Regions from separate parts of the Arachis hypogaea genome. Here region 1 is linked to region 2. Evidence: chromatin contacts called from public Hi-C data. All regions are on one chromosome and are shown on one strand. Each heading gives the region's core, a stretch centred on a gene start, on an enhancer-like site or on the middle of the called end of the contact. The rest is flanking DNA. Distances are from core to core; before and after follow the strand shown. Region 1 has its middle 4.4 kb from the start of LOC112751376. Region 2 holds the start of LOC112751361 (autophagy-related protein 3).

The links. A called contact is a pair of places that touch in the nucleus more often than the background predicts.
Region 1: a Hi-C map of an unstated tissue shows a contact between it and region 2, with 2.7 times the contacts expected there. The contact joins the enhancer-like site here to the promoter of LOC112751361 in region 2. A contact is called at or near these places in 2 of 8 Hi-C or Micro-C datasets (leaf and an unstated tissue).

What each region holds. Positions count from the first base shown.
Region 1 is chr2:92,820,564-92,823,263 of arahy.Tifrunner.gnm2.J5K5, reverse strand. No RefSeq gene overlaps it. Among protein-coding and RNA genes, the nearest start is that of LOC112751376, 4.4 kb to the left of the region's middle. Within about 2 kb of position 1,308, at least 3 of the 3 cell types and tissues checked have open chromatin away from gene starts, as enhancers often do.
Region 2 is chr2:92,782,451-92,785,150 of arahy.Tifrunner.gnm2.J5K5, reverse strand. LOC112751361 (autophagy-related protein 3) reads left to right here and starts at 1,399. Exons shown (of 11, transcript XM_072220477.1): 1 at 1,399-1,673. It also overlaps the pseudogene LOC112751355.

The DNA of each region.
Region 1 (2,700 bases), core at 59-2,558, 38 kb before region 2:
TGCACAATCTTTGCCTTCTTGGGCTCCATGCCCACATACACCACATATCAGGTACTTTTCCTGCACTATATTGCCTTTGCCATGATATCACAAGTTGAGTCTGGAAATGTTTTTTGAATTTTCACTCGAATTTTCGTTTTCCCTATTTGGATTTTGAATTTCTATATATTCCATAACTCACATTTGTCTTTTTAATTTTTTTTTTAAAAAACTCTTGGATTTATTAATTTTTAATATTTTTTATTATTATTATTTAGCCAGCATAAATATTAAATTATTTTATTAAATAAATTTTATTAATTTATGTGTATAAATTTTAAAAAATACAGATATAAATTATATTAATTTATGTGTATAAAAATTTTAGTAAATATAAAAATAAATTATATATTTTTTGTATATAAAATATCTATGAATATACATGTAAATTATAAATAGCTGCTAATGAGTTACAATTCAAATAGTATAAATTTTCTATACTCACTTAAGAGATTGTGAATTTGAATCTTTTTATCAATAAAAAATTATAAATAACTAAATATTAATAAAAAATAATAATATTTACTCATCATGTAATTAATGGAAATACAATGTCACGTATTAAAATATGATTCAATTCTATCTAGTAAAAATATAATGTGTCAATTAATAATATATGATATGTTAATATAAATGGTAGTATCACGTGTTATAAAAAATAATTTGTCTATATATCAAGTTAGTGTTATGTATTATAATATAATTTATTTACGTGTAAACTGTATATCATGATTATGAATGATTTAAATTGGTCTATAAATTTTTATTCGTGTTCATAGTTTGTGAAGTATGTATTTATTTAACAACAACTCTTGCTTAAATGAATATTAAAGGTTATGATTACTCAAATTTTAAATGATTAATATAGTATTAGAATTTATTTTATTATTTCTATGTTATTTAGATATTTCATATGTATCTAATTATTTAAATTTTATCTTTTTAGATTTTTTTTATGGAAAATAAAGGAAGACGCCCACAAAATTAGTAGGGGATCTTGTTATCAAGGGTTGCTTACTAACTTAGGATTTGATGACTTCAAAAGAATTTAGTTAGAAGTTAGAACATAACGCTTAAACAACATAAAACAACTACGACTTGTGTGGTTTTACTCTTTAGGGATTATTTTCTCCAAATTGGATCGGGTTGCTTCAATTTTTTTGTCTGAAATGCTTCAATCGTAAATTTGAAACAGACTAAGCCCAGTTACAAATATACGGTAACAAATCAAGTAACACCGACCTGTCCAAAAAAAAAATCCAAGTAACACCGCAGTGCCTTGGAAACAATATTAGAGAACATGCTCCATTGAGGCCCAAGACTTTTGCATGCATATCACTTGGTAATGAGCAATTCGAACTAATTTCAAGGCCCAAAAGAGAGAAAGAACAAAAAACCACTGTATCAGGAAACTGCACACAAAGATATATTTGTTTGATAATATCAAATTTATTTTGGGTATATGACCCAATTTAAAATGCCATAAATTCTCAATAGAAAAATTTAAAATTTGTGTAACTAAATTTGTTGTCTTATTAAGATTAGAAGAAAGTAAAATTTTGTTACTATGACTTTACATGTCTAAAATTCTAGTACTCTTATTATATGTTGTATTTTTCATATTGTCCTTATGTGCTAGCTCTAATGTAAGAAAATTTAGCATGTATAATTCATGTTTTACCTTAGTTGTGTCAATCATCTTTAAAGAGATCTGATTCTGTATCTCACAAAATTTGTCAGTAAAAACACATTTACAATACAGGCCTTTTGTAAGTTTAGAAATAGATAAAAAATTGAAGTTAAAATGAGACTTAATTGTTATAAGTATAACTGACTGAACTAAGAAAATGAGGCTTAATTGTTATTATGTATGTTTTGTTTTAATTTCATATCCCATTTATGTGGAAAGACAATTATTGGAGAAAAGTTATGTCATATTTTGCTTGCTATATGTTTGTTGAATTGTGGTAATTTTGAATTGATATCCTAATATAAGTTTAGGCTAATTCACATATTGAATTAAGGGTGAAATTGTTAAAGAGACAATATTTTACAATAATTGAGATAATGAACACGGTTGGAAGTGGATTTGATTGGAATGATAAAGATAAAATAATTATAGTGGAACGACAAAGTTTCAATGAATGGAAGAGTGTAAATTCTAAGCAATTTTCGTAATACAAGTTTATTTATCTTAGTTTTTTAATATTTATTGCTTACTTATTTTTCTTTTAATTTCAGTCCCATCCTAATGCTAATGGCTTCGATAATAAACCATTTTTATATTTTGAAGAGTTGACAATAACATTTGGTAGAGAATGGCTCAAGAAGGAATGCAAAAAATATAACTCAAGTAGTTGCTACTATGGAGGTTGAGCGCGAAGCAACCTTGTGTGATCGACAAGTGAATGAAAACACTCAAGTAAATTTGGAAGAGATTGAAATAGAATATGAAGCTAATTTCAAGTACATAAGCAATTGACTCTAATTCATATACATAAATTCATTTATTGTTGATTTTTGTTGTTGTATACTTTCTTGAATTTTAGAGTTATTCTCTCTCTATATTGTTACTGTTGCTCTGTTTGCTTGTTTGATATATATACAGTCGATATTTGTGGATGTAGTATCATCAAGATTTTCACATGCAAATATAGAAGC
Region 2 (2,700 bases), core at 150-2,649:
GGATTACAAAAATGGAAAATATAATATCAAATACTCTTCCAAAAGAAGATTCATGCCAAGTGACAAGAAAAGTCAACTACCACAGAACTCACCCCAGTCCAGTTCCATGTCTGCAGCAGGTAATTTTGACAGCTGAAGTGGTTCAGTTATGGGTAGTCGAAGTTTCTTAAAGTCATCGTACGATGCAGGAAGATTTTGCAGAACCTATTGGATAGTGATAGAAACGACCAAATCAATTATCGACAAGTTAATAAAAGTAATCACCAATTACCACCTATAAATTCTTCAACTCTTGAACAATTTAGATAGCCAAAGAAGCCAAGAATCAATCGGATACCTACATTTACATCATAAAATGGAGTGTTCCATAATTCAATCCTAGGAGCACGTTCTCGAACCGTGACAGGTTTCATACACTCCTTCACAACATCCAAAAGCAAGTACAATTCATACTCCACCTCTTGTTCTGCAAATACACAACTGGCATTCACCTGTTCCACCCTGGGCGATGAATTTGTTCAACAAAAGCAATTGATAATGCTTAATTCAAGATGTCATCATGCACTTTGGCAGAAAAAAGGTTCTCATTATGCACGGATATCTATTGTGGCATCATCAGTAACTAATCAACTAAGTAACTCACAATAAAAGTTAACTAACAGTGTAACTAATCAACTAAAGAAGTAACTAACTAACTGAAGAGTAACAAACTCAAATGCAAGCTGTTGTATGACGTGCTCTGCGTTCCCGAATCTAATCATGAGATTGGAGCCGCGTTCCTTCAAGGAGTTCCTCAAATCTTGCAGCGCGAACAGGAGCAGTTCCAGCATTTCATCAGAGAAACCTGCAATCAGCAATTCAACATGGTGAGATTTCATTCTCCGAAGGGAGTTAAGATCTGAAAGAGTGTTTCGGGCATTCGGCGAATACTGACGAGAGAGGATACGGCGATCGAAGACGTAAAGAGGAAGGAGTGATTGGAAGCTAGAAGCAACGGTGAGGGGCTGAGGGCTGGGTGATCGTGGATTCGGAGGTCGTGCTTGAACCACACAATGGCCGTATTAGCAGTTTGCTGCGCACTAATTTTGAAGGAAGGAGAGCAGCGCCGAGTGTTTGGCGAGAAGGAAAGTGACGGAAAATGAGAAGGAAAATAAGGGAAAGAGAGGAGAGCCATTGGGAAAGAACCACAGAGGAAGAAGAACTCTCAAGTGAAGTGAAGTGGCTCCTGTCCTGTGAACTATAACTGTTTTAGAAAAATAAAAAATATTTAAAAATCCACGTGGAGGGATGTGTGTGAGTGAAGTGTCCATCTGTCATATTTTGGACGGTTACTGGCCGGTTGGACCGGACCGGTAACTTGCCGGTTCGAATAAAACGATGCCGTCTTGTTTATTTGGAAAAAACAAAAAAACAAAAGCAGAACCATTCGACATTCGTGAACCAAACACCCCCCTTCTTCCGCCAATCATTCGTGCACTCCCTGGAGACCTCTGAAGCCAAGGAAAACCCTAGCCCTTCATCGCCGCCGCCGTCCCCAGGTCCTCAGCGCCGCTGCTGCTTCCTCTTCCCCGTGTCGTTTTCATCTTCGCTGGCACGTCGTTTTCATCTTCCTCTTTTCCAGGTTTCTCGGCACGTCGTTTTCATCTTCGCTGGCTTCTCGGCACGGAACCCAGGTTAGTGGGCCTGCTTTCAATTCTTCACCTCCGCTTCTTCCTTTTAATTTCTGAATGTTCGGTCTTCTTCGTTTGAAGTTCTGAAATTGTTGTTCAATTTTTGTTCCATTTTTCTTGTAATGTTTTGTAAATTGTAATTGTCTGCTGCTGATGGATCTGTCTTGTATTTGCTGGTTGCTGATGTCTGTAATTTTTTTTTCAAATTTACTGATGGCTCGATGGCTCTGTTAGTTGCTGATGGCTCTTTAATTTTTTTGTTCAATTTTACTGATGGCTTTGTTTGTAGTTGCTGGTTTTGCTGGGTGAAGGTTTAGTGTTTTGTGATTATTGGTTAATGTTTTGGTTCAGTGTTCTCTCTTTTCCAGATTTCCCTTCTCCCTGTATTTCTGCATGTTGCTGAATTGGTAATCAATAAATTTGCCTTTTTACTGTAAATCGGGACTTTACTAGGATTTGTTAAATTTGTTGGTGTAACTTGAATTTGTTGCTGAATTGCTTCCCAGTCAGGCCTAGTTTGGTAAAGCTTTTATTTTCTAAAAGTAGCTTATAAAAGCTAACTTTTAAAAGATGGTTCTTTAAAAATGGTAGCATTTATGTTTGGTAAATCAAATTAAAAATTGTTTTTAATAAACACAAGCAATAACAATTGCATTTGGTAAAATAGCTTTTAAAATTTAAAAATACTATAATAGATATAAATACAAGCATTAAATTTGAAAATTAGTTAACATATGAGGTTATATTAGACTTTTAAATTTTGAAAAGCACAAGCCAACTTTGAAAAGATCTATCTTAAGTGCTTTCAAAAGTACCCCATCTTTTAAAAACTGCAAGCACAAGCACATGATCTTTTTCATTTACCAAACACAAAATGAGGAGCTTGAGCTTTTAAAAAGCACAAGCACTTCTTCGAAAAGCTTTACCAAACCAAGCCTCACAGAGTCTGGTGATTGATTGGCTTTGCTCATTGATTGTATTTGATGATAAATTTTAAATTGATAACTTTTAAATTTTAAATTTGCACTGC